2 separate regions of the Mus musculus genome follow, and region 2 is linked to region 1. The links are chromatin contacts, called in public HiChIP or PLAC-seq maps. All regions are on one chromosome and are shown on one strand. Each heading gives the region's core, a stretch centred on a gene start, on an enhancer-like site or on the middle of the called end of the contact. The rest is flanking DNA. Distances are from core to core; before and after follow the strand shown. Region 1 overlaps Mgat5 (mannoside acetylglucosaminyltransferase 5). Region 2 overlaps Mgat5 (mannoside acetylglucosaminyltransferase 5).

Region 1 (4,711 bases), core at 2,111-4,610:
GCTAAATCAACCTCAAGTGTGAGCAAACAGAGGACCCAGATAAGGAAATGATAAAGGAAACTGATGTGAAAATGTTAATACCCAAAAACCTGGGGAGTTTAAATAGAAGGTCTAGTTACTTCTCTTCCCTGCAGAGAGATGAAAACAGTGGAATTCTGAAGCCAGTACTACTCAACTATTTCCTGATATCAGAAGCCATGGGCTCACTATCAGATGGTATTGCAAATTCTTCGCTTCATAAGAGCCCCTTGACATGGCATTCAGACAAGTCCTATTCCCTCCGTGTCTTAAGTCTCCTTGATGACCATGCTACAAAGTCTAGTTAAGGACACGGAAGGAAAAGGCATCAACAGGCATGAAGAAAGGAAGACTCCAGTGCTTGCTTGACACACGTGAACCCTTCCACTTGGGAGGCAGAGGCAAGAGAGTCAGAAGTTCAAGGCCATCCTTGGCTATATAAAGAGTATGAGTCTAGCCTGGGTTACTTGCGACCCTGTCAAAGAAAGAAAGAAAAGAGAGAACAGAAGGAAGGGGAAGAGGAAAAGGAAGAGAAGGGAAGGGAAGGGGAAGGGAAGGGAAGGAAGGGGATAGAAAGGGAGGGGAAGGAAGGGGAAAAAAGGAGGGGGAGGAGGGGGGAGGGGAGGGAAAAGGAGGGGGAAGAATCCAATCTCACTGTGCACATAAGCTATTTCTAATGTGTTAATGAAACACCCAGAACCTTCTATGTGCCAAGACCCGAGAAGCTTAGTGCAAGTGGCCCAACATAAATACTTCTTTGAGGTACTGCTGTTCTCATCAATCAGAAGAGGAAACACACTCAGAAAGCTAAAGATCTTGCTGGGGCCTCCCAGTGTGTTTAAAGACACATCTACCTTATTGTTCTGAATTTGTTCTCAGGATTCATTCATTACAAAGACTCAGACTTACATTAAAAAAGTAAAATGCAGAGCAGGTGACTTGCCCGGGGCATGGCCTCCAAGGCAGGTGGGGCCCACAGGTGCTAGGTGTGTCCTTCCAGAACAAGGCAGAAGGCACCACTTGCTCCACACCTTCACCTGGATCTGTCCAGGTCTCAACATGGAAACATTCCACACCACATTGTTTCCCTAGGAATGTGGCCAACTGAACATACAGAGCAGCCCAGATCCTAGTTCGGAAGGCCTAAGAGGGTGTGGTAGTATTCTGAGAAAATTCTCCTTTCCCAATTTCAGTTTCAAAAGTCCATGCAACACCTCAGTGGCTGCCATACAGGCTGACGACTCTGTCATCACAGAAAGTTCCAGAGGATCAAGCCAGTCCTGAGATATAGCAGGATTACACCAAACTGTCTTTTATCTTTAACCAATTCTGGGCAAAAAGGGCTGGAGAGTTAGCTCCGCCAGTGAAGCGCTTGCCACACAACCATGAGGACCTGAGCTTCATCCCCAGAGCCCCAGCGGAAAAACCAGGTGTGGGGTTGTTTGCTTGTAATCAGGGTGCTGGGGAGATAAGAGACAGAGAGCTCTGAGGCTGGCAAGCTCCCTGCCAGTGAGAGGCCCTTTCTCGAATAAAACCTAGGTGGACGGACAGTAGAAACCTGGGGCTATCCGCTGGCCTCCACATACGTATGCACAAGCATGCACATCCGCCCACCTACATACCCACCCCACCCCACCTGCCTGCCACATGCATATGTGAATTTCTCCTTAGAGGGGGTGCATAAATGCACCCATTTCTCTCAGAGCCTAATAACCTAACCCAAGAGAAATATTCCCTGCTTTTTCTCCCTGAACATTCAACTTGATCACCGCCCTCAGATTCCTACCTCTTAGAAAAGCTCACATTTGCTGACAGACACCACAGCCAACAGACCCACCATGATCCTCATGCTCACCTTAACCATCTCCTCCCTAGGCTCCTACAGCTCCTTAAGTGGCTGGGTTTTCTCCAGACTCACCCTACTCCCTCCCAACATATTCCTCAATCCCTGCCAGGTGTACTCCCAGGAATAGACAGACAGACAGACAGACAGACCATTTCACTTTAATAAAGAGGTTTTGATAACACTTTATTTGATAACACCTCTGATAACAGACACACACACTACACACACACACCCCTACACATCCCTTTATACTTAAATAAAGAGGTTTAGATAGTGCCTCTCGAAGGCCAGATGCTGGCCACTAAGGCCCTCTGATTCAAGGTCTGCTTAGCTCAGTGGTTCTAACATAACACCCCCTATCATTTGTACATTATCTTCCTGGCCCCACCCTCCTCACTCTGCATCCTTGCCAAACTCTATGTCTCTGTGCTGTTTCCACCTCTCTCACTTGGTGTGGACACTCCTCTACGCAGACTCAGCAACCAGGGAGGACATCTATTTCTCCTTAACTCTGACACAGCATCTCACACAAAATTCACCAGAGATATTTGCCAATCCACCAAATCTACATTTTTATGATTTTATTTACTATTCTGACAGTGGACATTCAGACATGTCTGAATGAACTTTAATGAACATTTTCCATGTTTAACACTTCCAAAGCTTGGTTTAATCTCCAGCCAAGTATTGGTAATATTGGCATCCAATCCCTGGGTGTGTAGAGGTTGGGAAAGCCAGTAGTAACTGTTCTCACCACGTGCTTCCTGCCCAGCAGGAACTCAGTAACGGTTTCAGCGCTCCTGACCCTTCCTATTACTAAGCTCTCTTCAAGTTTCGTTTCTGTTACTGTGATAAAATAACACACCACCAGGAAGAAAGAGTTTAAGTCACAACTACAGGTTACAGTCTATCCCTGTGGGGGGAAGGCATGATAGCAGGAGCTTTGAATCGACTTAGTCACCTCCACAGTAGAGAGAATCGAGAAATGAATGCATGCGCACTTAGTGCTCAGCTAGCTTTCTATACTTTTACACAGTTCAGGGTCTAAACCAGGAAATGGTGCTCGGACACAGTGCGCTAGCTGGGTCTGCCCACATTCATTCAGGCAAGCAAGACAATACTCCCAGACATGCCCAAAAGCCAGCCGGATCTAGACAAGACAATTGAGGCTCTCTTCCCCAGGTGATTGTAGGTTCTGCACAATTCGCAATTAGAAATAACCATCGGGCCCCGTAAGGGGACGATGATGCTTAGCAATGCCACAGGGTAGGAAGCAGAGTTCAAATCTCAACTCCTCAAATCGTGGTTGTGGGACTTTGGGGAAATTTTAACCCCACCACTCAGCTGCTGTGCAGACCTAAGTCACTCACCAAAGCAGCATGTTTGGAGAAATGAGCCACTTTCTGGCCACTTTCTCCCACCATGATCAGAGACTGCTATGACATCAGTAGACGATATTATCTTGTGGGACGATACAGGATGTATGATACAGACGGGTGATAATGTCACTGTGTGGCTATGTGTGGCATTTCACTATAACTTCATCTGTAAAAGGAAAGTCAGCCTCACCAAGCTTGGATCCTCTGGACATGCAGGAAGCACTCTTAACGGCTGAGCCATCTCTCCAAGCCTAAGATTATTACTCTGCCTGCCACTGTCAAGGATTGAACCCAAGCTCTCTCTGTGCATGCTATTCACATGCTCTGCTGCTGAGCTATCCCCAGCTCTACCAAGAACACACGAGTCCTTACTGTCCCTGAGCACCAAATATCCATGTGACACATACTTTACACGTGACACCAGAGAAATCTTTCCTGCATGATGCACTGCTATTACAGGATATATATATATATATATATATATATATATATGAATGATGGTTCTTTTCAATTAAATATTAAAAAAAACTCAAACAATTAAATGAGGAAATATCAAGTTTTGGGCAGCTTTTGGCAGTTCTAAGGGATCTGACATCATTTTCCTGCCTCCACGCCATAACACTCATGTGCCCCACCCCTCATCCAGACACAAGCACAAATAATCATTTAAAAAAATTTTTTTAATGGGGTCCAATTTTCTGTTATTCCTTGTCTTGGGATCTTTGCTGACAGCTGACAAGGTTGACCACTGAAATGGGAGGCTGGTGCCTAATGATCACTTGAGCCTGGAAGTTGAAGGCCAGCCTGGGCAGTATAGTGAGACTCTGTTGCAAGAAGAAAAAAAACAGAAAAGCAAGAAGAATATGAGGAGGAGGAGGAGGAGGAGGCGGTGGCGGTAGCATAGGAATGTGAGCCCTGCTGCTCCTCTCGATCCTGTTATGGCCACCGTTCAGTTCAATCCTATTTAGTAATGAGTACTTACTTACTCAGTTAACCAACTAAATCCAGGGGGCTTGCTACTTCTTCATTTAATTGTTGGAAGTTCTTTTTTATCTCTATTTCCCTCTTGCCTTCACTTCTTCCCTCCCCCCTCTCCATGTGTGGTGTATGGGTGCCTATGTGTGAGTGTGTGATCCTGTGTGTGTCCACCAGTGTTCGTGCACCAGTGTGTACACACTCGAGTTCACTTGTGGAGATCAGACCTTTCCAGTAAGATAGACTGTTAAGCAGACTATGTCAGTGTTTCCTTTTCTTCAATCTATGATTAAAACCATTCTAACAACCACAACAAAGGCCCAAAGAGTTAAACAAGGAATTAAAAACAAGGATTTGAAATAGATATTCATGATTGTTAATCTCTTTTGTCAGTTTGAGGGGGGTTTAGACTCTCCAAGGAACTACACATCAGGGTGTGTCTTTGAGGGTGTTTCCAAAGTAGTTTCACTAAAGGAGAACCTACCCTGAAGAT
Region 2 (4,378 bases), core at 1,028-3,527, 120 kb before region 1:
GAAGAGAAGAGGAACTCCCTGTAAACAGAGAGCAGAGGAGACAAAGGCAGGAGAGCTAAGCAAGACCACAGGGGCCCTTCTATTCAACACCCTCAGGAGGTTCCAAGGCCACAGCACAGGACCTGCAGTGCAGCGCTCAGGCCAAATAGCACAGAAGTGTCAATGAGCACTTAAAGCTGCCCCCAAAGAACACCAGGGAATGTTCCCAGGAGGTTCTACTTGAATGGCAACCTTTCTCTCAACACCACTGGCCAGGAGTGGTTTCTAGGAGCAGAGCAAACAAATACAATTCAGTTTTCTCAAAATAATAGAAGATAAAAGAAGAAAAGGTCAGAAATGCAGGTGTGGCCTGGGAATAGCAGCTCTGGGAACAGCCAGGCCAACCTGCTGGCTGAGCTCCTGGCCAGTGAGAGACCCCGTCTGAAGGAAAAGCTGGACCGCGCCCAAGGAATGACACATAATGCCTCCATACCTACACGCACATACATGTTCACTTGCACAGATTACACACAACAGGCTGGGCTGCGGCTCAGCATGGAGGCCTTGCCTAGCATTCTGGAGACCTTGGGTTTGATCATCAGTGGGAGTGCACAGAGTTGAGAATGGGCGGCCAAGTGTGTCTGGGCACTCATTTGCTTATGCAGATATCACATCTATGTCATAGTCTGGACATGGAGCAGGACTCTGGGGATCCAGGAAGATGGGAGAATTCTAACTAAGCTCCCTTGATGTTGGAACCTGAAGGATCACCTGAAGATGAAGGGCTAGGAAACACAGAGCAGACAGCAGAAGTGGTCCAGGTTCTCAGCCTGACTGCTGACAGCTACTGCTGACCTGCATCCCACGGGAGTGGCAGAGAAGGGCTACCACTAATAGGACAGAAACGGTCTAGAAAGGATTCGCTTCAAGGCTCAGAAGCCCACTGGCATCTTTGGGAGCGGAAAACGATGGAGGGTGTTGGGATGAACAGACATAACTTCTACTTTACCTTGATTTTCCCCTCGCAGTGGGGGTAGCCATCCATAGGAGGCAATACACATTTTTCCTGAACTCCATTAATGATATCTGCAAAAAATGGGAAACAAAAGAAACCATGAGAACCATAACACAGAAGCCCAACATCACAGTCCACGTAGGCTGAAGGACAAACTGAAATAGAGAGTTCTCCGTGGAGGCAAGGTTCTGATCCATGCAACCCCTCCAGCTACAGGTATGGCTGCCACCACAGCAGAACACTGTTGCTGGGAGTCAGGGGAGTAGTGGTAAGAATGAAAATGGCCCCCACGGACTCACAGGGAGCAGCATCATTGGAGATGGGGCCTTGTTAGAGGAAGTGCATCACTTGGGGTGGGCTCTGGGGTTTCAGAGGCTCAAGCCAGGTCCAGTGGCTCACTGTCGGTGCTGCCTGCAGATCCGGATGTGGAACTCTCAGCTACCTCTCCAGCACCACATCTGCCTGCATGCCACCACAATAATGGACTGAACCTCTGAACTGCAAGCCAGCCCCAGTTAAATGGTGTCCTTTATAAGAGTTGTTGTGGTCATGGTGTCTCTTCACACAATAGAAACCCTAACTATGACTGGGGCCATGCCATCAACAAGGAGATTTTCTGGGATCTTAGCAGTCCTTACAAAGAAAGGTATGTCAGCATCTATGACAGTCACTCTTCACCCCGCCCCCCATCTGCTTGTGCTCATACGTGCATGCAGGGGAGGCTAGCGAACAATCTCATGTGACATTCCTCAGGAACATTCCATAGTTTTTGTTTTATTTTATTGAGATATGGTCTCTCACTGGCCTGAAACTCACTGCATAGGCTAGGCTGGCTGTCCAGCAAGTCCCAGGGTTCTTCCTGCCTCTACCTCCCTAGTGCTGGGATTACAAGTATGTGCCAACACATGTGGCTTCCTACCATAGTGGGGATTAGACAGATCTTTGTAAGCATTTCCCCATGATCACCTCTCCAGACTCTGCAACGGTTCATTTTAAGAACCCAATCACCTTGACTTTTATTTAGAACTGAATGGCATCTGATAGGTTAAAAGTACCTGGTTATCTTCCCATCGTGGTTTTAAAGGGGCGGTGAGAAGAACAGACAAAAATGAGCTTACAATCCCCGCCCCTAAACTTTGGGAACTATGGCCATCTGTCTGTCCTCCCACTGGAAACTGAGCCAAATCTTCCTATCTAGCTCTGCTGCCAACAGCCAGGATAAGCATCTTCAGGAGGGAGGGTGACACTCTGCCCCTGGTACCTCGTACGTACTTCCTCTTAAAAGATAAAGAGTCTCCAGCAGCTGTTTTGTATGTACAACAAGGCAGCGTTTCTCCTTGTACACCTGATAGGAACACGTGGCCATCTTATCAGATGGCCCCTGCAGAGGGAGTCCATGCAAGCTCCGCCACTGGCCCAGTGCTTGGCACCAGCCAGAAGCCAGCGATCTCGACATCTGGCCTGGAGATACAGCTCTTGCAAGCACTTTCCTCTGCCAGCTTGGCTGTAAGAACCTATAAGTAAATCAGAGGGAACTGCTCAAGGTGAAAGATCATCTCCTGTTAGAAATGACTCAATACAACTTATTCTCTATTTGGAAAAACTTTGTCTAGGCCTATTTCACACCATGGAGAAAAGTGAATTTCTACAACGAAGTCTCAGACAGATGTTTTAGTTACTTTTATGCTGCTGTGATAAAACAACATGATCAACCCCAAATTTGGCTCTCGGCCCAAAAGGAAGCCAAGGCTGGAATTCAAGTAGGTCAGGAACCTGGAGGAAGAGGCTGAAACAGAGCCACGAATGAACATTGCTTACTGGCTTGCATGACCCTCATGACTTGTGCTGGCTGCTTTCTCCTACAACCTAGGGCCACCTTCACACCACATCCATCCTTAATTAAGACAAGAGCACATAGGCATCCCAACAAGCCAATCTTTTTTGTTTGTTTTTGTTTTGTTTTGTTTTTGTTTTTGTTTTTTGAGACAGGGTTTCTCTGTGTCATCCTGGCTGACCTGGAACTCACTCTGTAGACCAGGCTGGCCTCGAACTCAGAAATCCGCCTGCCTCTGCCTCCCGAGTGCTGGGATTAAAGGCATGCGCCACCACGCCCGGCTCCAACAAGCCAATCTTATGGAGGCATTTCCTTAATTCTCTCTTCCCAGATCTGCCTAGCTTTGTGTGAAGCTGAAGTGCACCAACCAACCAGCACATCACTTAATCTCTGCAGAAGATCTCAAGGTCACAGGAAGCTGTCTGCTCCCAAAGGGCCGGGGAAACCAAGGTGTAGCTAATCCACAAAATCTACTTGCAGCCCCTTCGGAGTCACACAGATTGAGTGTCCCTTGTTTAAGATGCTTGAGACCCCTGGTTCAGACTTCACAGTTCTTTATATGTTCACAGGCTTGACATTAGGTTGTACATTCCTAACAGAATATCCCAAATCCAAAGGGTTCCCAAGTCAGAGTTTCTATTTTGAAATGATGGGATTTTTTTTTTTTAAGTTATTTACTTAACTCTCATCATGTTTCCCCTCGCTGTAGCTTTATTTCATATCTCATATGCATACACATACATACATGATGTTCTGTATCTGTATGAAATGTAGAACCACAATGAGAGAGAGCATGGTGTATCTGTGAGATCAGCTTGAATCTGCTATATGATTCTCTCCAATGGCGCTCTTTTTATTTTTATTTTTCAAATAGCATCCTATCAACTTCTACAGCACTTTGAAACACATGTCTTGTATTTTATTAGTTTTTCTAGATTTTAGCTGAAAGAGTGGAAGCACCATCTGCCTCATACTTTACAGGAGACTCCCCACAAGCATATATGCTGACCCTCTGCCTTTTCTGATTCCTAAAACTAGAGCCTGGAGAGATGAAAAAGATCCCTAGTTCAATGAGGAAACAAATCAAACTCATGAAGCCCTTCCTCTTTTGAAGGCACCATGAATCTCTACCATAAAGCTTTATCCTTTGGGGGTATGCACGTGTGTGAGTGTGGCTCTGCGTGTGTGAACATTTACACACCAAGCATGGCACGTGGAGGTCAGAGGGCAACCCCAGGTGTCAGTACTCATCTTCTGTCTTGTTTGAAACAGGGTCTCTCATCCACTGCTGTGTAATGCCAGACTAACTTATTCCTGAGTTTCTGGGGACTCTGTCTCCACCCCTAATCTTGCTGCAGGAACACTGGCATAAGAGACATACACTGGTCCTCATGATCGTGTGGCAAGCGCACTGAGCCATCTCTCCAGCACAGATTTTCCTTCTAGATCAGGATTCTTTCTACCCAACTGTGTCTAGTATTCACAGGCACACACCACAGTCACTTCATTCATACTCTGTATAGGAAACATGAGCAGAGAGAGTGTGGGGT

Evidence for each region. HiChIP or PLAC-seq counts read pairs in DNA pulled down with a chosen protein or histone mark.
Region 2: a contact with region 1 is called in an H3K4me3 HiChIP or PLAC-seq map of the SCID.adh cell line, with 12 read pairs. The contact joins two enhancer-like sites. A contact is called at or near these places in 3 of 39 promoter capture datasets (the C10 cell line, the HPC-7 cell line and stem cell-derived epiblast-like cells) and 10 of 115 datasets of contacts at active chromatin or transcription factors (CD8 T cells, the SCID.adh cell line, bone marrow-derived dendritic cells and 6 more).

The regions. Positions count from the first base shown.
Region 1 is chr1:127,240,975-127,245,685 of GRCm38.p6, reverse strand. All of the region lies in intron 1 of Mgat5 (mannoside acetylglucosaminyltransferase 5), which reads right to left. Among named protein-coding and RNA genes, the nearest start is that of Mgat5, 38 kb to the right of the region's middle. Within about 2 kb of position 3,360, at least 117 of the 459 cell types and tissues checked have an H3K27ac peak or open chromatin away from gene starts, as enhancers often do. A contact at or near this core is called in the SCID.adh cell line, where this site is marked.
Region 2 is chr1:127,361,835-127,366,212 of GRCm38.p6, reverse strand. It overlaps Mgat5 (mannoside acetylglucosaminyltransferase 5), which reads right to left. Exons shown (of 18, transcript NM_145128.3): 5 at 989-1,065. Among named protein-coding and RNA genes, the nearest start is that of Gm23734, 11 kb to the left of the region's middle. Within about 2 kb of position 2,277, at least 20 of the 459 cell types and tissues checked have an H3K27ac peak or open chromatin away from gene starts, as enhancers often do. A contact at or near this core is called in the SCID.adh cell line, where this site is marked.